7 separate regions of the Mus musculus genome follow, and regions 1, 2, 3, 4, 6 and 7 are each linked to region 5. The links are chromatin contacts, called in public HiChIP or PLAC-seq maps. All regions are on one chromosome and are shown on one strand. Each heading gives the region's core, a stretch centred on a gene start, on an enhancer-like site or on the middle of the called end of the contact. The rest is flanking DNA. Distances are from core to core; before and after follow the strand shown. Region 1 overlaps Gm30032 (a long non-coding RNA gene). Region 2 has its middle 71 kb from the start of Gm30032. Region 3 holds the start of Miat (myocardial infarction associated transcript (non-protein coding)). Region 4 overlaps Mn1 (meningioma 1). Region 5 holds the start of E130006D01Rik (RIKEN cDNA E130006D01 gene). Region 6 has its middle 13 kb from the start of Gm30032. Region 7 has its middle 23 kb from the start of Mn1.

The links. HiChIP or PLAC-seq counts read pairs in DNA pulled down with a chosen protein or histone mark.
Region 1: a contact with region 5 is called in an H3K4me3 HiChIP or PLAC-seq map of embryonic basal ganglia, with 3 times the contacts expected there. The contact joins the enhancer-like site here to the promoter of E130006D01Rik in region 5. A contact is called at or near these places in 1 of 39 promoter capture datasets (the SN4741 cell line) and 6 of 115 datasets of contacts at active chromatin or transcription factors (embryonic basal ganglia, embryonic forebrain, embryonic hindbrain and 3 more).
Region 2: a contact with region 5 is called in an H3K4me3 HiChIP or PLAC-seq map of embryonic basal ganglia, with 5 times the contacts expected there. The contact joins the enhancer-like site here to the promoter of E130006D01Rik in region 5. A contact is called at or near these places in 1 of 39 promoter capture datasets (the SN4741 cell line), 1 of 484 Hi-C or Micro-C datasets (cortical neurons) and 6 of 115 datasets of contacts at active chromatin or transcription factors (astrocytes, embryonic basal ganglia, embryonic forebrain and 3 more).
Region 3: a contact with region 5 is called in an H3K4me3 HiChIP or PLAC-seq map of embryonic stem cells, with 3 times the contacts expected there. The contact joins the promoter of Miat here to the promoter of E130006D01Rik in region 5. A contact is called at or near these places in 8 of 115 datasets of contacts at active chromatin or transcription factors (the NIH/3T3 cell line, astrocytes, differentiating embryonic stem cells and 3 more).
Region 4: an H3K4me3 HiChIP or PLAC-seq map of forebrain shows a contact between it and region 5, with 6 times the contacts expected there. The contact joins the enhancer-like site here to the promoter of E130006D01Rik in region 5. A contact is called at or near these places in 1 of 39 promoter capture datasets (pre-B cells), 1 of 15 datasets of contacts at CTCF or cohesin (the NIH/3T3 cell line), 8 of 484 Hi-C or Micro-C datasets (cerebral cortex, cortical neurons, embryonic stem cells and 2 more) and 11 of 115 datasets of contacts at active chromatin or transcription factors (craniofacial prominence, embryonic basal ganglia, embryonic fibroblasts and 8 more).
Region 6: a contact with region 5 is called in an H3K4me3 HiChIP or PLAC-seq map of embryonic basal ganglia, with 4 times the contacts expected there. The contact joins the enhancer-like site here to the promoter of E130006D01Rik in region 5. A contact is called at or near these places in 4 of 484 Hi-C or Micro-C datasets (LSK cells, cortical neurons, nephron progenitors and 1 more) and 12 of 115 datasets of contacts at active chromatin or transcription factors (craniofacial prominence, differentiating embryonic stem cells, embryonic basal ganglia and 9 more).
Region 7: a contact with region 5 is called in an H3K4me3 HiChIP or PLAC-seq map of embryonic basal ganglia, with 4 times the contacts expected there. The contact joins the enhancer-like site here to the promoter of E130006D01Rik in region 5. A contact is called at or near these places in 10 of 115 datasets of contacts at active chromatin or transcription factors (craniofacial prominence, embryonic basal ganglia, embryonic fibroblasts and 6 more) and 2 of 9 other capture datasets (embryonic stem cells and embryonic trunk).

What each region holds. Positions count from the first base shown.
Region 1 is chr5:112,108,761-112,111,865 of GRCm38.p6, reverse strand. It overlaps Gm30032 (a long non-coding RNA gene), which reads left to right. Exons shown (of 4, transcript XR_880589.2): 3 at 230-323. Among named protein-coding and RNA genes, the nearest start is that of Gm30032, 11 kb to the left of the region's middle. Within about 2 kb of position 1,490, at least 29 of the 459 cell types and tissues checked have an H3K27ac peak or open chromatin away from gene starts, as enhancers often do. A contact at or near this core is called in embryonic basal ganglia, embryonic forebrain and forebrain, where this site is marked.
Region 2 is chr5:112,048,567-112,051,694 of GRCm38.p6, reverse strand. No RefSeq gene overlaps it. Among named protein-coding and RNA genes, the nearest start is that of Gm30032, 71 kb to the left of the region's middle. Within about 2 kb of position 1,439, at least 20 of the 459 cell types and tissues checked have an H3K27ac peak or open chromatin away from gene starts, as enhancers often do. A contact at or near this core is called in cortical neurons and embryonic basal ganglia, where this site is marked.
Region 3 is chr5:112,227,289-112,230,254 of GRCm38.p6, reverse strand. It overlaps Miat (myocardial infarction associated transcript (non-protein coding)), which reads left to right and starts at 1,307. Exons shown (of 7, transcript NR_033657.1): 1 at 1,307-1,646; 2 at 1,899-1,954; 3 at 2,041-2,200.
Region 4 is chr5:111,433,240-111,436,137 of GRCm38.p6, reverse strand. The region is part of intron 2 of Mn1 (meningioma 1); the gene reads right to left. Among named protein-coding and RNA genes, the nearest start is that of Mn1, 17 kb to the right of the region's middle. Within about 2 kb of position 1,492, at least 24 of the 459 cell types and tissues checked have an H3K27ac peak or open chromatin away from gene starts, as enhancers often do. A contact at or near this core is called in cortical neurons and forebrain, where this site is marked.
Region 5 is chr5:111,759,933-111,763,196 of GRCm38.p6, reverse strand. E130006D01Rik (RIKEN cDNA E130006D01 gene) reads left to right here and starts at 1,469. Exons shown (of 4, transcript NR_045834.1): 1 at 1,469-1,561.
Region 6 is chr5:112,132,362-112,135,211 of GRCm38.p6, reverse strand. No RefSeq gene overlaps it. Among named protein-coding and RNA genes, the nearest start is that of Gm30032, 13 kb to the right of the region's middle. Within about 2 kb of position 1,326, at least 54 of the 459 cell types and tissues checked have an H3K27ac peak or open chromatin away from gene starts, as enhancers often do. A contact at or near this core is called in embryonic basal ganglia, embryonic brain, embryonic forebrain and 1 more, where this site is marked.
Region 7 is chr5:111,392,423-111,395,629 of GRCm38.p6, reverse strand. No RefSeq gene overlaps it. Among named protein-coding and RNA genes, the nearest start is that of Mn1, 23 kb to the left of the region's middle. Within about 2 kb of position 1,634, at least 83 of the 459 cell types and tissues checked have an H3K27ac peak or open chromatin away from gene starts, as enhancers often do. A contact at or near this core is called in craniofacial prominence and embryonic basal ganglia, where this site is marked.

The DNA.
Region 1 (3,105 bases), core at 241-2,740, 350 kb before region 5:
GGGAACCCTTGGCCATCAGTGGAGCCCACAGGTGAGTTCTAGGAACTAGAATGGGGTGGGTGTGGGGTGGGTGGGAAGGTGGGTAGACACTGCAGCATGCAGGAATGGTGGGGTGGGGGAGGGGCAGAGTCAGAAAGTGGAAGTCAGGGAAGGCCCCAAGCTTGGCCACTGGTATCCTGCTGTGCAATTTTGGGCACATCACATGATTTCTCTGATCCTTGCCTTCCAGGGCTGGGACTGGGAGCCTTCAGCACAGGATGGGATGGAAGTGTGGTTATCAGGTGAGGTACCTCACTGAGTCTGGTACCCACTGGCCATAGCAGGTATGTCAACGCTGCCGACATGCAGTGGTGACCCGTGAGGGTGGGCTCTGGAGTCATGTGGACTGGGTTCAAACTTCGCTTCTTGGCTGTGAGAATTTAGGCAGCCTTCTGCTGCTGGAGCCCATGTCCCTGACTGGCAGGGTGGGGTCTGGTCCTTCACTGCCCTGTGTGGATGGTTTATGGATATGAGAAAGCCCCATGCATCAGGTGTACACTCAGACCATGGACTGCTTAGAATTCACAGGGAGTTGAAAGTCAGTACCAGGCAGGCCATAGGCTCTTAGCAGCTGTCAGGTATGTGTGTGTGTGTGTGTGTGTGTGTGTGTGTGTGTGTGTGTGTTTGTTGGGTGGGCATCAGGCTGTGTCTGCCAAGTGGGTGGTCATGGGGTTTGGAGGGTGATGTGAGAGTGTTTCTAAAACGATCTCCTCCCAAGCTTGCTAACTTACTGTGTGACCTTGGGCCAGCCCCTCAACCTCTCTGGACCCTGCTCCCTTGTGTGTAAATCCTGGAAAGGTTTACTTAAGTGCTAAGGTTTTGTTTGTTTGTTTGTTTGTTTGTTTTCTTCTTCAGAGCCTTAAAAAAAAATCGATGGTTATAAAGGTTTGTGGTTAGCGAGAACCATCTGCCCCAGGCAAAGACCAGACCCTCCCCAACCTTTCAGGCAGAAATAAAACAACAAGCAGCCGGTTTTGCAAATTGCCATCTCGGAGGTCGTAAGCACTGGTATCTGCTTTTGTGCGCGACTTGATTGAAATTCTTCTGCGATGGCGGGTGTCCCCACCATCAGTGCCTTAATTAGAAATGAGGACAGTCACATCGGCATAAATTAAATCAGACTAAAGATGATTAACAAAGTAAATGCAAGGAATCATTAAATTAAACCATTGTGCCAGGTCCTCTGCCTATCTATCACAAATTTGGGCTGCTAATGAGGGTCTTAATTAGTAAGTTAGGTCGAAATAATTCATGCCAGTCACTCAGAGGCAGACCCCCTTTCCTCCTCTGCATCTTACCCGGTCTTTCTGCTTCCAGCTCCGAATGCAAATGCATCGGGCCGTGGACCACGGACGGACATCGCTGACAAATGACATCATTCTCCCATGATCAAACCCTCCTGGCACTGGATGTGTTTGCTGTGATGCCTGGGGCGAGGCCCCGTTCGCCACAAGGGGCGAGATTAGTCCTAACACAACTGGACTGCAGATAGATGAGACCTGGTTCTGGATTCATCAGCTGGGAGGCAGAAGAGTGAGGGCTGCAGACAGGAGACTTGAGGGGTCATAGAGTGGCCCAGGGTAGACCTGGGGACTCTGGTGTTGGGTTTTATAAAAAAGAAAGGCAACCCAGGGATACGTTTGGTAGAGGCATGGTATGGTGCAGGGGAAGTGGGTGCCTCTGTGGGTGTGCACCTCTCCCCTGAGGTACCATAGTATAGAATTAGAGTTTAGGGCACAGAGAGGGAAGTTGAGGGGGTAGTAGAGACAGAGAAAGGTAGAGAGAAAGGGTCAGGGAAGGGGGAGAGGGAGAGTAGTAGAGGCTGGCCGTGAACATGGAGAGAGAAGGGAGGGGAGGGGAATGGGAGTAAGGGAGTAAGAGGCTGAGGAGGGGGCAGGCAGCCCCTTTTATACTGAGGCCAGCACACCTGGCTGTTGCCAGGTAACTGTGGGGTGGAGCCTAGAAGAAATGCTAACATCTGGTATCCCAGGATTCCCTGCTCTTCCCAGCTGTGTTCAGCAGATCTGCTCACACTCCCTATCTACTGAGGAAGAATCAGAGAGGTGAATGGACTTGCCTAAGGTCACACACAGAGGCAGAGCCTGACTCAGCAGCCCATCCTGGCTCTACCAGTGATGGCCAGGTGGCTGGGTGGCAGGTGGGCGTGGATGTGTGGTAGGAACTCAGAAGGGAAAGCAGAGTAGACCAATTGAGGATGGGCTGGGGAGATGGAGAGCCTTTGGTGTCAGAGACTTGGCGTGGATATCAGAATCTGCCAGTGATGTCTACTCACCGAGTCTCGGTTTCCTCATCTGTAGTTTGGGTGCAATGAATATCGACTGGTGTGAGCTTTTTGAGGTTTCAGTGATGTCTTGTGAGATGTGTGTAGTGAACGATTCTTCTGTCACCATCCTGGTGGTTGTCTGGGGACTCAGTTAAGCTTTTGGATTGCTATGAACCCTATGAACCCCAATGACTCCTTCATCAAGACGCAGATGGGTTGGGTTCTCCTGCCCTCAGGAACGGGCAATCGGGAAGGCTTGATATTTGAGGTCATCAGACTGTTGGCTGGGACACAGGAGTGATGACGTCCCTGTCACATGGCAGGCTGGCTAGCATCGGTATTATTGGCCATGGAAGCCATCCAGTCAGGGGTGGGTTCCAGGGCACAGTGTGGCTCCAGCTGCTGTTCCTGCCTCAGCTGCTCAAGTCTGAGTGGGTGCTGTGGCCTAGATAATGTCACCTCCACCTTCCCCAGAGGTGACCATGCCTCATACCTGAGTACTTTGTGCACACGTTCCTTTCTATAGCAAAAGGAATTTTTGTGTGTCTGTGAGTTGATAACCGGTCTTAGGCTAGGAGCCGATCCTAGATAGAGAGTCATAGTGCAGTGACAGGTGTCTCCCTAAGCACACACCTGGGGTGGGAGGGGCCTGGTCCGTGGGAGGGGCCTGGGTTCATGGGAGGGGCCTGGGTCCTAGTTGTCAGTCAGAACACCTGTGACTGCTTCTCCCAGATGATTTGGAAAGAGACTTCATTGAGAAAGATGATTTTAGTGGCAGAGGT
Region 2 (3,128 bases), core at 190-2,689, 290 kb before region 5:
GAGCTGTGGTTACCCCAAGGACTTAGTCTTCCTGTTGCTCCAGTCTCCAGCATCCCCCATCCCTGACAAGATGTCTGTCTTCACAGATGAGGAAACAGATGACCGGAGGGCTGAACCTTTATAATTCCTAGGCACCTTTGCTGGTGTCCAGCCCCTCGAACAGCCCACAGTGTCTCCTCCTGGAGCACCCTCCAATGGGCAGATGGGTCAGGTCCCTTCCTTCTTTGCCCATCATTAATTTTGTGATATGAAAGAGGGGGTACTGACCCTCTCCAGTCCTCACCCATGCTCTGCCAAGCATAAGCCTGGACCCACCCATGTGTCGATGCCCTCTTGTTGGCCAAGTGGTTCTGGGATAGTGAGAGGACCCTAGATCACTCAACCTTCCACTTACCCTGGGACTTTGGTCGAGAGTCTCTCTCTCTCTCTCTCTCTCTCTCTCTCTCTCTCTCTCTCTCTCTCTCTCTCTCTCTCTCTCCTGCTCTCCTCTCCAGCTTTCACTGTCTCCTTACATGAAGATGATGACATGAGCTTACTCTGCTGTGAGACTTGGCCCTGTGCCCAGCTTGGGGGAAGCACCAGTCAGGTTGGTGGGGATAGTCATGTCCTCCTGCCTACAATGAGGAACACCGAGCTCCTCAGCGCTGGTCTTCCAGGGCCCCAGCCTCTGAGTCAGAGCCGGGTATGAAGAAGGAACAATTTTCTGACCCTGCGTTCAGGCTGCCAGAGCCATTTAGGGGTGTCAGACAAGGAGTAGCCCCTAACACCCAAGCTGCCTAGGTGGTGGCCGGCGTTGGGGTGGCTTCCTCTGACCTTAAACCCTAACGCTCCTGCCCACATCTGCAGCTAAATAAACCAAGTAATCATGCTGGCAGATAGATAATTAAATAATTATCAGGCACTTAATAACGAGGAGTGGGAGCCCTGCCTCTCCGCATTAGACAGTGTCTTTGAGGGCTAATTGTTGCATTACATCAGAGTCCCCTCATTCATTACTCTTGTCATTTCGGGTGATAATTTGCACTTTAGGAGACAGCGACAATTTTAGCAGGCAATTAGAGACGTGTCAGGCCTGGCCCTGTGAGTTACTGTCACAATTATTGCCCTCCCCCCCACACCCCACCGTCCTCATTTGCAACCATGTATTTAAGGGGATTTGGGTAATTCTAGGTCTGGGTAAAACAGCCAACCCATGGGACGGTGGAAGGTCTGGGGATCGGGCAGATACCAGTACCAGAGCAGGGGAGGGATGCTGTACACAGATCTGCAGGGATGGGGCTTCTCGTTGGTGGACAGAAACTGCATCTAGTCGCCCATCAGTGGGGTTCTCCTTCCCTGGTGGCTCTTGATGTTCTTCCACCCTTCCCGGGCATCTTTCTCAGCTCTTTTATAACCGCTTGAGTGCACGTGATTAAGATCTCTTTGCAAGTCTCTGAGAGGCAGGAGAGAATCAGAATGGGCGGAGGAAAGAGGAACGGAGACAGGGAACTGGGAAGTATTCACTAGGGTTTTTAAACCGTAATTTTATTTTCTGTGTTTTGGCATCTTGGGGACTGTTGGGCCTGGGGATAGACTGCTCTTTCCAGATCAGCTGGTTTCTACAGACAGGGGCAAACCAGCTGGATCCCAGCACGACCCCACCCACCTGCTCACTTTACCAGGATTCTACCACCTGGGGGGCCTTGTCCTCAACCGGGAGTCAGCCTGCGCTGAGTCATCCTGAGCCTTACTTACTTAGCTGGGGTTTCTGTTGCTGTGCTGAAACATGGTGGCTAAAAGCAACTTGTGAAGGGGAAGGGCTTATTTTACCTTACACTTTTCTGCATCATGGTTCATCACTGAGGTAAGTCAGCAGGGACTCAAGGCTGGACCCTGGAGGCAGGAGATGAAGTGACACCATAGAAGAATGCTGCTTATTGGCATGCTCCCCATGGCTTGCTCATGCTTTCTTATACCACCCAGGATTCCCTACCCAGGGATGGCGTAATCTACAGAGGGCTGCTCCCTCCCTCCCACATCAATCATCGATCAAGAAAATACCCTATATCCTTGCCCACAGGCCAGTCCTATGGAGAAAGTTCTCAGTTATGATTCCCATTTTCCAGATTAGTCTAGGTTTGTCTCAAGTTGACATAAAAGTAGCTAGCACAGATGGGCAGTGGGTAACCCAGGACTGCCCCTACCTAAAGTTCACTGAAGCTACCAAATAGGCAGCCCGCTATCTACTTGCAGATCTAGACCTCCTCCCACCATGCTATGGCAGAAAGCTCTGATCCATATTCATCCTTGCTTTCTGCCTCCAGCAGACTCCAGTGCCTCCCGGACTGGAACCCGCAGGTGCAGACACTCCCTGGGTGTTTGGGGACTGTGCCTCTGTAGAACACTGCTTATCTCTTGGTCCCCTTGGCAGGAAGAGGAGAGAGGGGGGAGGAGAGAGGGAGTAGAGGGGGAAAGGAGAGAGGAAAGAAGAGGAGAGAGGGAGGAAGAGGAGAGAGGGTAGGGGAGAAGGAGCAAGAAACAGGGAAGGGAAGAGAGGGAGAGAGGAAGAGAAACACACACAGGGGTGGGGCAAGAGAAACAGAGCTGGGAGGGCAGAGAAAGGGCGATACTCAAAAGTTGTGTTTGAGAGCAATACGTTTTCACTGACTCCTCATCATTAAAGCCCGGTGCCTGGGTTTATGACTTCCTTGATCCTGAGAAACTCCACAAGACCATGAGTTAGCAAAACATATTTTGACTGGCTACAGGAGACTCAGAGGAAAAAGCACTGTCACACTCAAGTGCAAAATTCCACAAAAAAAGAGGAATTGAAACTGTAGCCACCACCTTGCAACTATATCCTGAGCCATAAGACAAGAAAAGCATTCTATGGCCTAAGCTGCTTCTTTCCCAACAGCTGTCAGTGGAAAATGCCTGCATCCACTTCCGGGTCATAGGACACCTGCATGGAGATGTGTGTTGTCCAGAATGTGGGTTAGCCTCAGTTTTCCTGTGTTTTAAGTTCTGGAACCTGGGTTGTACCTGTCTCATCTCAGAGGTGTGAGCTCTGATCTGCAGGGAAATGAAACAGACAGAGGCTGTGAGCCACTGTTCTGAGTAAATGACCCAGAGGTTTAGCCTTCGTTCTC
Region 3 (2,966 bases), core at 58-2,557, 470 kb before region 5:
GTTGGCCTCCAGCTGGCACATTGGACATGTGAATCATCGAGAGAAGGATGTGAAGATGACAGAACCTGGAAGCATGAGTTCAAATCTCACATGGGTCCCTCACGGAGGCTGTGTGCAGCCCTCCCCGTCCCCTCCTCTCCCCCCTCCTCCTCCTCCCCACCTCTGTATGTGAGCAGTGAGGGCATGCCAGGGAGATCTCATGCTGGCAAGCTTGACCTCAACTGAGTTCCACCCCCTGGATTTACATGGTGGGAGGTGAGAGAGCCCATTCTGTTGTCCTCTGAGGCCCACTGTGGACGGCGTGCCCACCCAATCATACTAAATAAGTGTTTTAATTTATTTAAAAAAAAAAAGAAATGAAAGGTGGGTTTGTGAGATGGCTCAGTGGTTAAGAGCACTGACTGGTCTTCCAGAGGTCCTGAGTTCAAATCCCAGCGACCACATGGTGGCTCACAACCATCTGTAATGAGAAACAAATAAAAAAAAAAAAAAACCTATGGGCTGGAAAGAGCAGGGGCCGGAAGGAGCCGAGCCAGAGCAAGAGGGAGAAAGGGAAGGGGGAAAAAAGAAAAAAAAAAGTTTAACAAACAAACAAAACAAAACAAACAAAATCCCAAAAGGTGAGCTAGCTTATTGAAGAGAACAGCTTGGGGCCCAAGGGCCATCTTATGCTGGGTGCCTCTCCCCTACTTAACCCGCTGACTGGAAGAGAATAGAGAACCAGTTTGGGGAAACACCCATGCCCATACGGCCACATCTGGTCAAGGGCGTGATCCGAGCTGAAATTTAAGCTGAGGACTAGTAGGTGGAATGTTCTAGCACAGGGGTTCCTCAACTGGAAGAGGCACTGGTGGTCCCATTTCACAAGTTTTGATCCAGCGGCACTATATTGGGGCTTAGAAGATGACAATTACATCATGGTCTCAAAGGTGTGGATGGCGCTGGTCTGGAGCATCACAGAACCAAGGTTTTTAGCGACTCTTTAGCATCCCTGTAAAGCTCGTGATGGTGCCAAGGAGTGCAGGCAGAGCAGATGCCAAAATTAGAGACCTCTGCCACAGACTTGGGTTCGAATCTTGCCGCCGCCCTGACCAGGACTCTTCCTAACAGAGTTCCTCGGCAACCACGCCCCGGCCCTGAGAGCCAAGCACGGATACCGGGTCCTCTTCTGGGATTCTAGGCAGTGCTTCTCGCTTAGGCGCCAGGTCCGCGATCGCGCCTCCGACCGTCGCGCGCCTCTCCACTGGCCAGCGTTGCTATGGCAGCGCCGCAGGGGGGGGATGCTGAGGCTGAGGCTCGCAGTAGCCCCTTTGTGAGGCGCGGGAGAGATGTGCACCCCACATCTCTTTGCTTGAGTCCTGGTCCGCAAGATGGGTGCTTGTTCGTGTGCCCCACCCCACCCCCACGCCCGAGGCCGGGTGCGGCAACTCCGCCCGCCAGCCGCTCCTGCATTAAAATTTCATGGGCGCTGCAGTAAACGCGAAGACGACGCCGGTTGCGCTGGGGGGCCGTAGGGAGGGAGGCTGCGGACCAGAGCGGGGAGGAGTTTGCGAGGGGAGGCGCTTGGGAGGACTCCCCCAGTTCTGTTAAGAGCTGGGCACAAAGAGCCCTTTGCACTCCAGCCGCAGGAGCGAGGAGGAGCCGAGGTAAGCCGGGGTCGCCATTCTCACTCCCCGCCGTGCGCACCTGATCCTCGGGAGGGCAACGGGGTGGGGGTGGGGTGTCCCACAGTCCCAGGGCAATGGTGGCCCGCGCTGAGTGGGTGACGGGGCTCCAAACCCGCAATGACCAGATGTGAGGGTCCAGTGGATGGACCATGGGGATGGAAACACAGAGGATGCTCAGGGTCTGGTAGTCACGGTCTGAGGGGGAACAAAGACCCTTCCCTTCCCCCACAGCTAGATGCACATGGGCGTGGGGACTCCGGTACAACACCAACCCACAAGGTTAGCAGGTAACTCTCTGGGATAGGGACTGCGCCCAGGCATGGAGGGTGGGGTAGCGGGTGGTTTCTCTGACTCCCTTCCTCCACACGCCCAGCCCTTACCATTCCTCCACTTATGGGCCTTATCCCAGACCTGGGGCGTCCAGCGCAGCCTCAAACCCAGGGCATCTCTGCACTCTCATCGCGACGTCGCTCTGGATGCTGTTTGCATATCCTTGGGGAGTCACTGCTTTGGCACAACAGTCCTGCGAGGTGGTAAGAACCCATTTTAAAGACGAGAAAAAGGAGGTCCAGAGAGGTTTAGCGGCCTGTCCAAGGTCACTCAGCCAAAGATTTTTGAGTTTGACACGACGGACTCTGAAGCCCACATGGCATCTCTAAAACGGTGTGGGGGTGACCCTAGAACTCACTAGCTCGGTTTCTCAACCCTCCTGGGCTCTGAGACACTACTCTCTGCAGAAGCTGGGGGTTTGAGAGGGAAAGGTCTAGACCTCTTTCATCTAGGACGCGAACGAGATTATTTCTTGGACAGAGGGATTCCGGGGACCCCTGCCTCCCCACTCTCGTCCCAGTCTCCCGAGCACAGGCCTCCAGGCGTCGGGGATCGCTGGCGCTCACACCCCACTGCGGAGAGGAGTCGCGCCAGGAAAACGCCCCCACCTGCTGCAGGGAGGGGCTAAGGGATCGAGGGCAGAGAGAGAACTTGCTGGAAGCTGGAAGCCGGTTTGTTTTTCTCGGCGCCAGCGTTGCGCTGAGCTGGGCGCAGCCTTGCTGCCTCCCCAGAGCGCTCTTTCCAGGAGGCGTCTCCGGGTGTGGAGTGCGACGGGCAAGGATGAGTAACCCCACACTCCCGGGGCTCCCCTCAAGTGAGCCAATGTCCCGCCACGTGGCCCCGCGCTGCGTCAGCACATCTAGGGCGGGGCTGCACATCTGGAGGTGCTCAGAATCGCTCCTGATCCTGGAGCGGGGATTGGGGGTGGAATGGGGGTTGGGGGGAGGGTGTCCCCTGGGCCAGAGAACT
Region 4 (2,898 bases), core at 243-2,742, 330 kb after region 5:
TCAGGTTCACAGTCCTTTGCCAGACACAGAGAGAGAAGCTTCTAGAAGGTGGAAGCCAAGGGCAGCCACCTGGGTGGAGCCTGTGCCTTCCTGCTGGTGACCTCCTTGGGTCTCAGGAACAATGGCTGAGGGACGGAACAGAAGAGGCCAGCACCCAGACCAGCACATAAATCCTACCTTCCCCTGAGCAGAGGACAACAGACTTCCCGGGTGAGGCATGCTAGACTGCCTTGGTGCCCCAGCTCCCCTTCCCTCTCCCTAACCAATATCCTAGCTTGGAACGAAGAAAATGTTCTGGATACCTTGGATTCAAATAAGCCCCAGTTAACTGGAAATCTACGGTGACACGGCAGGCTCTCACCTTCCAGAGTCCAAAACCTCCCGGCTCCCATCACACCCACAATGAAATACTGCCGCCCCAGCCATCTCTGAACTCTCTGAGCTGTACTACTTTGAGCCTGCACTGTTGGACTTGGCTGACTTCGAGACTCGGGAAGCCGTGTTACAGATCCAGAAAGTCTGCGGCTGAAGCATCAGCTCCAGTGCTTACACCATGGGTATCAGCAGCTTTGATCTGATATCCCAGAATGCCACAGTCCACTCCTTCTCACCATCCAGAACTCAGCATGTGTCTCCATCTACAGCAGACCTCCCTGTAATATACACTGTGCCTATCCCTCCTCATTTCCAGGCTGGTTCATCCCGAGACTCTGTCTGGTTTTGCTGTCAGTGGCCTATCTCCTTCCCTAAAAGGCAGACTGCACCGGATCGAGGCTGTCCCTGTGGCCCCACTGCTTGGTGAGGGCTTGGTGTGCACCTGTTGAATGATCTGAGGTTTATCCTGTACCCAGGCCTCTCTTTGCTGTCCGGGGGTATTTCAGCTTCTTGGGCACTACTGATGTGTATTGCTGGATGAGTTTTGGTTGTTGTCGTTGTTGTTGTTGTAGAAAGGGGTCACACCACACGCACAGTGGAACGTTTAACAGCCTGCCAGTCCTCTATCCAGTAGACTCCAGGAGGAGCTGGACTCAGGGTGACAACCAGAGATGTATCTAGATGCTGCCAAAATTCCCCTGGGGGACGTCTCCCTGAGGCCACCACAGCCCAGATGGCAGCCATGAACGCTGGGGTTCATAACTGTGTTGAGGGTAGAGAACCATCCCTTCCCTCCAAATTCAGTACCCCAAACTCTCTGCCACCTCTCCGCTGCTCAGCCAATACCCACCCTTGAGAAGATCACAGGAGTCCACCTGTCTACAGGGGAAGGAACCAGTGATCAGGGAGGTGGAGCTCCTGCCCAAGGTCACACAGCACAGGGGATCCAACGCAGGCCTCCCCGTTCCTTACACCCATCAGCAGCAGCAGAGAGAGACCTCAGTCTGTCAACACTCTGCCTCCCCCCTCTCCCTGATCACTCTCCCTGTTCAGCCCCGTTCTGCAGGTTGCTGAGGCCCCACCTGAGGTGCTAGACACTGGAGTTTTGCGGGTGTAGTGTCAGCTCCCAGACTGTTTATGGCTGGCTCTGGCTCCTTGCCCAGAACTGGGAGGCTAGGGTCGGGGGTAACTCATGAATTCCTCCATCTCGAGGGGTGGGGGGGGGGGGAATGTGTGACCATTACGCACACCAGGGACCGCTTCCCAGCCGGGTATTGCTGTCAGGAGGAAGAAAAACACCTCCGTGCATCCAGCTGCTGGCGACCAGCAGTGCTTGACAGTGCCTGACAGCGCCGCCGCCAGCCCGCCGATGCCTGCATGAGGTCTGTCCAACAGGCTCAAACAAGAGGGTCTGTACACAGCTTGTCTCCCCACCCTCCAGCCTGATGGCGAGGCAGAATCCTTATTGCAGGGATGGCATGACACTGCGACGTGCCTCGGTTTCCCCGACCCCTCAGATCGGACAGTGAAAACACTGCTTTGAGTATGCCTTACATCTCTGAAGGTCTCATACGAAAGGCGATCGGCAGAGCAGGCCGTCAATAAAGGCTGGAGCTGTGCGCGGGGCTCCCGAAGGCCAGCTCACTGAGGTAGAACTATTATTAGCCTCAATAGAAGCACAGAGAGACTAAGTAAAGTACCCAAGGGCACACAGTAGGAAGAAGAGCTGATAGGGTCTGAACCCAGGTCTGGCTTCAGAGCTTATGCTTCCGCATCGTTACCTAACACTATGCAGTCTTCACAGGACTTCTATGGGGAAAACATTCCACGTCAGAGAGTGAGGAAGAGGATGTCAGACGCCACACAGCTCAGAAAAAGCCCGAGAGCTGGGCCTGAAACACAGTCTCTCCTCTGGAGGGATGAGCGCCATCAAGGCCTCCCCAGAATCCAGACCAATCTTTGAGTGTGAGCACAGCATGGGTTGAAAGGTCCTGGGGGGGGGCGGGGTAGTGCGTCCTAGGGCACTCTAGAAAGGTTTGGAAATTTCTGGTTTGAAACCTGGCTTTGGTCCATACAAAACTCAGCTGGATGAGATTCTGTCCCCCATTCCCCACCCCGAACCCCCGTGAAAAAAGAAAAGGCCTCAGGCAGGCTCACTGGAAGCTATGCTGTGTGATCTTATCTGAGTTGCCTGACCTCTCTGGGCAGTTCTCTCAGCTGGGAGATGTCTTAGAACAGGACCATTAAAGACAAGCATTAAGTTTCTCCCATCTTAGAGCATTCGCTTTAACCCTGTTTCATGAATGGAGACAACACAGAGCTGTGTTCTGGGGTTCTGTCGTGTTCTTCAGTGGCAGCGATGCCTCCCACCCTGATCACCTGAGTAAGGCAAACCCACCAGCCAATCCCAGGGAAGCCGAGACAAGCACAAAACACTTTCGCTGTGTGCTGTTGTCTCTCCTATACCTGATCCCCTGCCCAGAACAGTCATTCAGGCAGACACTGCTGGACCTGGCCCCCTAG
Region 5 (3,264 bases), core at 220-2,719:
CTGGACCCACCTGCTTGCTGGGAGCAGGTCAACAATTGAGCAGTGCTTCCAGGTTACCCCACACAGTGCAGGAACCTCAGCATGTCCTGGTAATGCCAGGGGCAGCAGCATGAGTAAGGGATGCTATGTGCCCTGTAGCAGATCTGCAAAGAGGCCAGGCTGGTGGGCAGTGCTGGCCTTCCTTCCAGCCCCTCTTTGACGAATGTGGTTATGGAATTTGCTTTACTAACCGGACTGTTAGTAGACATCATGCCGTCAAAGACAGAGGTCCGAAGTGTGTGTCTGTATTTCTGTGGCGCACGAGCTCTCCCTTCTTGCCTAGGCCCTGCCATGAGACCTCAGGACAGGTCTGACTCAGACCTGAAGCCTGCAGCCTGCAGCCTATAGCTGAGCCCCAGAAGGGACTGCAGAACTTAGCACAAGCCTGGGCTCCCCAGACCCCTAAACCAAAAAGAGCAGTAAGCGCTGTTGTGACCAGTGATCTGCGGAGACCACTTATCATGTAGTAGTAGCAGTATAGTAGCTAGCTGGTACAACGAATTGCTGTTCCTGGGTTCTTATGACAGACTGCCAGGCATAGTCCACGATGCTAGATAAATAAGTGTCCCTAAGACTCTGTAACTGTCGTAGTTTGTGTAAAGAGAATCACTCTACCACAAAAGGATGCATTTTTAGAGTCTAACCTTAGACCATAGCTGTCTATACTAAGATGTTGACTAACCATAACTGTGTTTAGCATTAATAGCCTCCCTGAGATCACACCCTCTCTCTCACAGCCAGAGCCAAGGCCCGTCCTTCTCGAGTGGGGTCAAGTACCCTCCCAGGACCACCCGCCCACATCCACCAACACGCCAGCCTGCCTCTCCTTGATGTTCGCCAGGAACCAGAGAGAAGTGTTGAATATGTTCTTGGCTACTTTTCCTTGCAACTCCCAGCGGCCCTGCTTACAAACTGAATCAGTTATCAGCTAGTTAGACTGCAGTCCCGGGAGGCGCCGCCCGCATACGGATGGGGCGCATGCATTATTCAGCGAGGAGCCGGGAGAAATGAGCAGCGCGTCCAGAGCCAGAACAGCAGTGGCAGTAAGGGAATAATTAGCGGGCTGTCACTCCTCCTTGTCAGGGCTTCCTCCCTCAACACATGAGGGAAAATAAAAAAATAAATCTTATTTTTTTTTTTTTTTTAAGAAGAAGAAGAAGAAGAAAAAAAAAGGCAGAGTGGATCATCTTGCTCCCGAGGCAGCTGGTAGGCTAAAATGTGACACCAAAGAAGCCAGAAGCTGGTCGCTGGTTTGGTTCACAAAGCCAAGGCCTGGAGACCCCCACCCCACCCCCACACACACCATTATCTTATCGACTCTCCTTCCTGCTTGGTGATTCCCGAGTGCAGCCCCGCCTTTCATTCAGATGTCCACGCGTTTCCATAGCACCAGAAACGAAATGTCTCCTTGAAAGGGAAGGGTGGTCCTGGGAGGGGACATTAGGACTTAGCACGAGAGCCACCGGGCTCTGGGCTGCGGAGGAGGTTGGAGGTGACCTTCCAGAAGGAACGTGGGACAAGGGTGAGGAGCTGGAGTCCAAAGCCAAGCTGGCTCCTTGGGGGGTTGTGTTGGGGGGGGGGGGGACTGCGCATAAGATTATTCATGAGTTTACGCACAGAAACGAATCATTTCGCTGAGTGGCTTCCTCTTTCTCAAGGAAGCTATTTTTATTTATCTATTAATATCTTGCTGGAATTTTTTCAGGGGGGGTGCGGTTGATACACGCTGGTTTGTCATTTAAGGTGTGAAGGTCTGGGATATGGGGGGAAGGATCGGTGACCGCCCCCTCCAGAAAAATAGCCAAGAACCAGTGAGAGGAGTGGTAGGAGGGGCCAGGATGGCTTTGTGTTTGATCTGTGCCTCTGCTCCTAGGAGACTTGAGACTTTCTTGGCTTTCTGCCCTTCTGATGCTGTGGCACTCACCTCATCGGGACAGGAGTTGCTTTGTATAAGAAGCGGCTGCAGGAACAGGCAGACACACAGCTAAGAATGACCCTGGGGATCCAGAGCAAATCAAAGACCCAGGAGACGCCAGGCTCAGCTCTAGGGTGGCTCTCATTTGGTAAACATGTCATGTCATAAGAACCCCTCTGCTCTGTTAGTAAAGCTCACCTTAGGGTGAGAGGAATTTTTTGTTTTTGTCCTACAAAGTCAGAGTTAAAGGGAATGCCTTCATGAGCCCAGACTTAGAAAGACCATTAACAGGTACACCACTGCTTTTTTTACCTGATCCTGGCAGACATGACTAATCCATGCTAGAGCACTCAATGGACATCTAAGCCTTAAGAGGATGCCAAAAGGAAAGAGGTGCTACCGGGAAAAAGCTCTACGAGACCCTGTATTCATGGGCGTGGGAGGTAGCTGATCCTCAAGGGAGCAGGAAATAACATTGTGGAATTAGACTATATACTCTGAAACAGCCAAGCAGTTCTGCAGAGGGAGACTGAACCGGAGTTAAGATAGCTGTGACCTCACACAGGACTGTCTGAGTCTGAGGCCTCAGCTCTGCCATGTAAGAAACATGTTTGGGGTAGAGATTCAATGGGAAGCAGCATGGAGAATCTAATGGGGTGCCTCATTTCCTACACGTTGCTTCCCTGGCTCAGTATACTAGCCACATTGAGATCATGTGCTCTGGAACAGATTAGCAATGTCTGCTTGGGCACTGAGAAAAGAAATACTGTTATGCTTGCTATGGTACCTTATGCCTGGCAGACACCTGCTCAAGCCAATTGTGATCCTGGGAATTGTCTCAAGCCCTTTAGTTAAATTTAGCTCTCTTCAAACTTCTGCTGCTTCCTTTTATTATTTCTTTCTTTCTTTCTTTCTTTCTTTCTTTCTTTCTTTATTTATTTATTTATTTACCATGACCCTTCCTCATTGCATTGGATCTTCAGGGGACAGGCCAGGATTCAGTCACTTTCTGTCCCCAACAGCCAACACAATGGTTGGCATATCCATAGTATTCCCCACGAACATTGGTTGAATGAAAAAAATGATTTTATCCTTAGAAAATCTGACCCCTTTCTGGGCCTGACGTCAGGTAGTCAACCCAAACTGACCCTTATTACATACATACATACATACATACATACATACATACATACATACATACATTTGTGTTTGTGTGGGTGGTGTTGGTGGATGCACACATGCCATGGGGTTTCTGGGACTGAATTCAGGAATGAAACATGAATGTTAAGACACCTCTGCTTCCCACATTA
Region 6 (2,850 bases), core at 77-2,576, 370 kb before region 5:
AATTGGGAGGCAGACTTTCTTGTGGTAGAGCTGTGTTAGACCAAGGCAGGGCAGGCAATGGAATGTGGGCCAACCTCAGCCCATGTGTGAATACAGACTCTGAGGTCCCAGCTCAGCCCTTGAGTCAGAGAGAACATTGTAACCAAAGTCCAGTGGGTTTGTGTGCCTGGGTTCCAGTGCACACCAGTTTATCCACAACACACCCTGCCCCATACACACAGACAAAGCTAGCTATGCTAAGGGACTGGTAGGCATGTAAAACATTTCCAATCCAGTGCAGAAGGACACTTTGGTAAGATACAGTACAAACAGCTAACAACTACAGACTTTAAATGGGAAATCAAACCCTTGCTCCATGCCTTTGCTCTGAGGGTGGATTTGATAGATGTGGTATTGCTATCTGCCACACCCTGGTTCCCTTCCCCTATAGGTCTCTCTCTGTGACAGGGCACAGTTAGCCAGCACCAGGTGTCATGGCCCCGCTCTGCACACCACCACGCTGGCATACACAGTGGTGGTGCAGCAGACAGCACGAGCCATGCGGAGCTGTGTTTGACATTGTCGACTGGGAAAGACGCTGGCCTTGGGCCGCACTCAGCAAACTGCTGGCTGGTGATTCTCCTCTTCTTTCTCAGCCTCCTGAGGACTATGACCATAGGTTTATGCCACCAAATCTGGCTCAGTAATACTTAAAACAAACTTTCCTCCATTTCCTGGGTAGGTAATGGGGGCCCAGAGACGTTAAGTTACTTGCCCAAGGCCGCTTAACACACTGGTGGCGTAACCTGAGTCCATTTGTTTGAACATTTCAAGGCAGGGGATTGGAAAGGAAGGCATGTCAGCAAGCGACACGCAGAGGACATTGTACCCTGTACTCTGCGTGAGTGACAGCTGTCAAGGAGCCAGGCACAGGGGAGGGCTCTGGCGTCTCCATAGCCGTCTTTTATGGGAAGCTGGCATCTTAGAATCTTTACCAGCTCAGGGCTGGGAGGGTCTCCATGGCCCTACTGTGTGTGATGCAGAGCCTGCCCTCCTATCCATCCGTGCTGCCAGGGCACAGGGCCAAGCTCAATTCACTGGGGCCCTCTCTCTTCCTTTCCTGTCCCTAGAGCTCTAGGGGCCCAGCAGAGAGGCCTAGGGTCTGGCAGGCTGGGTGAGGGCTTGTTATCCACAGGCTGATGGCTGCCACTGAAGACTGCCCGAGGACATCCAGGCGGGAGCTGTTTCTGAGGCCTGCTGTGCCCGGAGAGCTGGCTGCCAGTGTCTGTGCCCAGGGTCCGTGTGCTTCTTCACTGACTCATTAATCCTGATTAACAGAAAAAGGCAGCAGGCGGGGGCCCTCTTAACAGGCAAGCGGCGGCTGGCGTGCTTTCACCAAGCACAGTGGTGCCCAGGAGACTCAACATCGATGAATTATTCAAACCAGCCAAGGCAGGGAAACCCAAAGACATGGCGTGGTGGCACCTGCCCCCGTCCTGCCCCCGGGGCTGCTGTACCCTGCATCTTGGGGCACAGGCCCAGGGCTCCTTGGTGACTGTGCTCCGACCCCTCCTTCTCAGATGGAAGTTGAATTTGCAATTGATTGTTCCCAAGTGCCTTAGAGGTCTAGTAATGGATCCAAAATGACATTTCCCACCTGCCGGTCCCCGGGGGACACTGAAAAGGGTTTGTGGATGGGCCTATGATGGAGAATGTGACAGGGGAGGCTCAGAAGAGGGATGCATGTGTGTATGCATGTATACATGCATGTGTGTGTATGTATGAACATATGTATGTATGTGTGTATACATGCATGTGCTTGTATGTGTACGCATGCTATGTGCATGTGTGTTTGTGTGTCTGTATGTATACATGCATGTGTGTATGGGTGCCTATTGGTGTACACGTTTGTGTGTGTGTACACATGTTTGTGTGTGTATGTGCATGTACACATGCACATGTGTTATAAGTATGTAATCGTCTTTTTTTGGTAATGTGTCTACACATACGCACATGTGTTATATGTATGTACACATGCATGTGTGTGTATGTGTATATGTCACACAGTAGCAGCAATGCCTGGAATGTTAGGAGAGGAACCGCCCAGGGCCCAGAATAGAATACCACACCAATGGGCTGAGGGAGTATTTGGAGAATACAAGGGGTAAACTGAGGTTGGAAGGGGGACAGGCACCTGCCCCAAGTTGCTAAGTAACTGAAAACCATGGAGCTGGGCTCACAGCCCAGGCTGATTTGTCCCCAGCAGACTGACCCATGGCTGGGCACAGGCAGTGTGCCAGGCCTTGAGTGAAGGGTTTTGTTCCCTGGCATCTTCATGATTCCTATATTGATTCCCATGAGGAAGTGGAGTTCACAGAGACTGTGCCTCAAGGTAGGCTGGAGAGAGGCAGCCTTGAGTGCAGAGTGGTCCTGTGGGGTGCTGGGCCTACATTGAAGTTAGTGGCTCTGGGCCTCCCTGTATGCCAGGAATACAGTCAGTGAAACAGCCCTCCTGCCCAGACTGGGCATGCTGGGGCTCATGCTGCCACCTCCCTTCTGTCCCCAGACATGTGGGTGTAATCAAGTTTTCTTTTTTTTTTTTGTAATCGACTTTTCTAAAACTGTCTTTATAGCACCCATGGCATTTGGGGAGTTTGAACAAAGGCCCGAGAAGAGATTTCTGGACAAAGGGTGCAGAGGACCTGGATGTCTGGGCGCAAAACTAGTCCCTCCCAGGATGCCTGCTGTTAGCTGTGAGCAGGGTTGAGCATCCACAAGGCTTTCCTGAGTAGAGGCAGAAGCTGCTAATGGGTTGGAGTCGGGATGGGGCCTCTGAGCCCAACCGTGATGTGAAAGGACAGTGGTGACAGA
Region 7 (3,207 bases), core at 385-2,884, 370 kb after region 5:
GCCTCGGAGATCTGCCTGCTTCTACCCTGGGTTCAGGGATTAAAGGTGTGCGCCAATACACTTGGTTCTTACTAGCTCCTTTTAAGTCTAATTCCCATGTGTAGACTCTCTTTGATCTAATTTCTCATCAAGTCTTCCCTCTAAACCCAAAGGCACACGAGATGTCAGGCCATGGAGTCACTTGAGACTCACTACTGTGGTTGCCAAATTCATGGGCCCTGTCAGAGTCACCACAGAACACACCACAATGTAGGACTTTCAGAGTGAGCTCCAGAGGTTCTCTCTGCAGATCTAGAGTAGACAGGGCCATAGGGTAGGCAACTGTCTCAGTTTGCCCAGCTCTGAATGGTACAGAGGAGATAGGGGCTCAGCCAGAGCAGCCCTGGGTAAACTGGGTTGCTGGACCCATCTGGTACAGGGAGCCCTGAAGAGTCAGTACTCCCAGGTGGTGAGATGCAGGGCTTCAGGCTTCCCTGCACCACATGCTGAGACCCAGGAGGAGTCTAGGACAGGACGGAGCATACACACAGAGGCAGTCGATATTCCCCAGAGTGAAAGCAATTCCCCCCTACCCCAAGATCTGCCTCTGCATCCTTCAGCATAGCAGGTGAGCATGATCAGTAACAATTAAAAAGTGTTGATCAGCTCATCTGAGTGGGGACAGCAGACTTGTTGGTATTTCAGGGGCCAAGTTTCCCAGCAGCCCCCAGCTGGGCACAGCTGAGCTTTAGCTTCTGGGAGCTGCAGGGTATTTGGAATAAAGGCTCAACCTTGGAGAAGTATTAATGAAAATGTCACAGGCACTAAAGTCAAAGCAGATGTGAAGCCAGCTACACAGGCAGACCTAGCTGATAAGAAACAGCCCAGGAGAGAATAAAAACCTCTTGAGATTAGGTCAAGGACAGAAGGGGGGAGTAGGCACCCAGGGGTCCCCCCATGGCAACTCAGGGGAGCCTGTCGTTCCTGCAGAACAAGCTGACATTTCTGTGCTGCCGTGTTATATATTGACATCCCGACAGGGCAGCGTTTGGAGGCCTCCACATCAGCAAATAAATATTACGTCTCCATCTTCAGCTAAGCAGAGCTGTGGTGCATTCCTATTACTTCATGTGGATTAACCATCTGGAAGTTGAATCAAGCCACAGAGTAAAGAATGGGATCCAATTTTGCATTCACCAAAATAAGCCGTACTAGTCTCAATTTATGGCAGATGGTTATGCAGTCTCAGCGGGCCAAAGAATCTCTCTGCAAAAGAATAAAGTTCATGCCAATTACTGTAATAGGAACCGGTACAACAACTGTGTGAAGCTGACGAAGATCGCAGTGATCGCTGAACAGCTCGTAAACCGTGGGGGGGCCAGGGAGCAATGGGCACCCAGTTAATTCATTAAGATAACGGGAGAGACGAGAAAGCACATGCAGTCATAAAGCAGAAATGTTTCCTCGCAAAATGGGAGAGAGTTGAGAGGCTGTTGTTGGGTCACTCGAGCCACAGGCAGGGGGGAGGAAATGGTTAACGGCAGGAGGCACTCAAGCCAGGAATGGGTTAAATCCTGGGCTGCTCTGTTCCAGTCATTCAAAGCAGACCTGGTCTCAGAATCTGGCGTGAGGCCATTGTGGGTGGAGCCTGGGGGTGAGTGGCAAGAATGAACCGGTGGGAACATTGCAGGCTGCTGCCAGAGGGCCAGGCATACATGCACACCTTTGGGAAAGCGTCTTTGGCTGCAGCAAGCTCAATATGCCTGGATGTACCTGTCCATGGCAGTCTGGGGAGAACGGAGCACTGTATGGAAAGAACACTTTGAGTTCTCCCTGTGAGACTGGCTTCAGGTTACAGCACTGCCTGGCTCCTATACAATGGCCCAGTGTTTACATCTGTCTTTAGATGAAAACTGCTATACTCTTGTAACAGGGTGACCAACGGTCCCTGTTTGTCCATGACTGTCTTGGTTTTAGAGTCAAAGTCTGGCCTCCCAGGAATCCTTTGTCCTGGGCAATGCACGCTGGCTGGTGACTCTAGCTAAGAGCCCAACCAGGGCACGAAGTGTTGTTTTCATGTTTCCTTGTCACAGAGCCATGTCCCATGTTAGTGTCGACAATCCAGACTTTCACTGGCGGGACACCAAGGCTCAGAGGGGTCAAGCTTCATTTGGGGCCTATTGTTCAGTAACGGGGGTGGGTGGGCAGGCATCGGAGTACATGTGCGAGACGCCAAAGCCCTTCAGCCAGCATGGCCTCTGGCAGAGTGTGAGCAGACAGCTCCATGCTAAGACTCCGTGGTTTCAAGCACACTTGCAGGGCTCACTAGCAGGAGACGGGTAGCAACAGTAAGGCCTCCGAGCAAGCACAGGGTCACCATCTCATCCCAGCACTTCCCCACCTCCCAGCATCCTGAGATGATGGCTGCCGCATAGCTGAGCCTTGGGGTAGATCGCAATGAGATGTGAGATCTAGGGCAGTGAAGTCCCACCATGGACAGCACTAACATGCACAGATCCAGACCTCAACCTCATGAGTAGAAAAGCTGTGCCTGTCACTCAGTAGGGGCTGAGAGGAAGACTGGAATCCCAATAGATCCCATATTAACAGGATCCTGAATTCATGGCCCACTAGACCGCCAACAGATACTGTCCTCAGCCAGATAGGCAATGCTGGGCAGGAGTGTAGGGGAAGTGGTCTCTGGTGAAGTAGAACAGCCCTGACCTCAGGGTTGCTCCACCCGGGGATTTACAGGTCAGGCTCCCCTGACACCCCAACTGCTGTCAAGCACACTTAGAAGGAACACACCACAGGCTCCTGGAGACCCCTCATGTCCACAGCACTAACACAAAGCCAGCTGGAGGTTGGGGGGAAGACATGGTACTACTGAGGTAGGGGGCCTCAGTAGGGGGGCAGAGCAGTTACCACCCCTTCCATATTAGTGAGACCTCCGAGTGTGGAGTCTTAGGGTTTGCCTGCCACCATGGAGAAGCTCAGCTGTGCCTCAGAGGACTTTATGAGGAGACATTATGAAGATGTTGGTTATCAGAGGTGGCACATGCTGACAATCCAGCATGAAGTTGGATCTTTTGAGTTTGAGGCCAGCCTGGTCTACAGAACAGGGCTACACAGAGAAACCGTTGTCTCAAAATGCACGCACACACACACACACACACACCACACACACACACACACAGACACACACACACACACACAGACACACACACA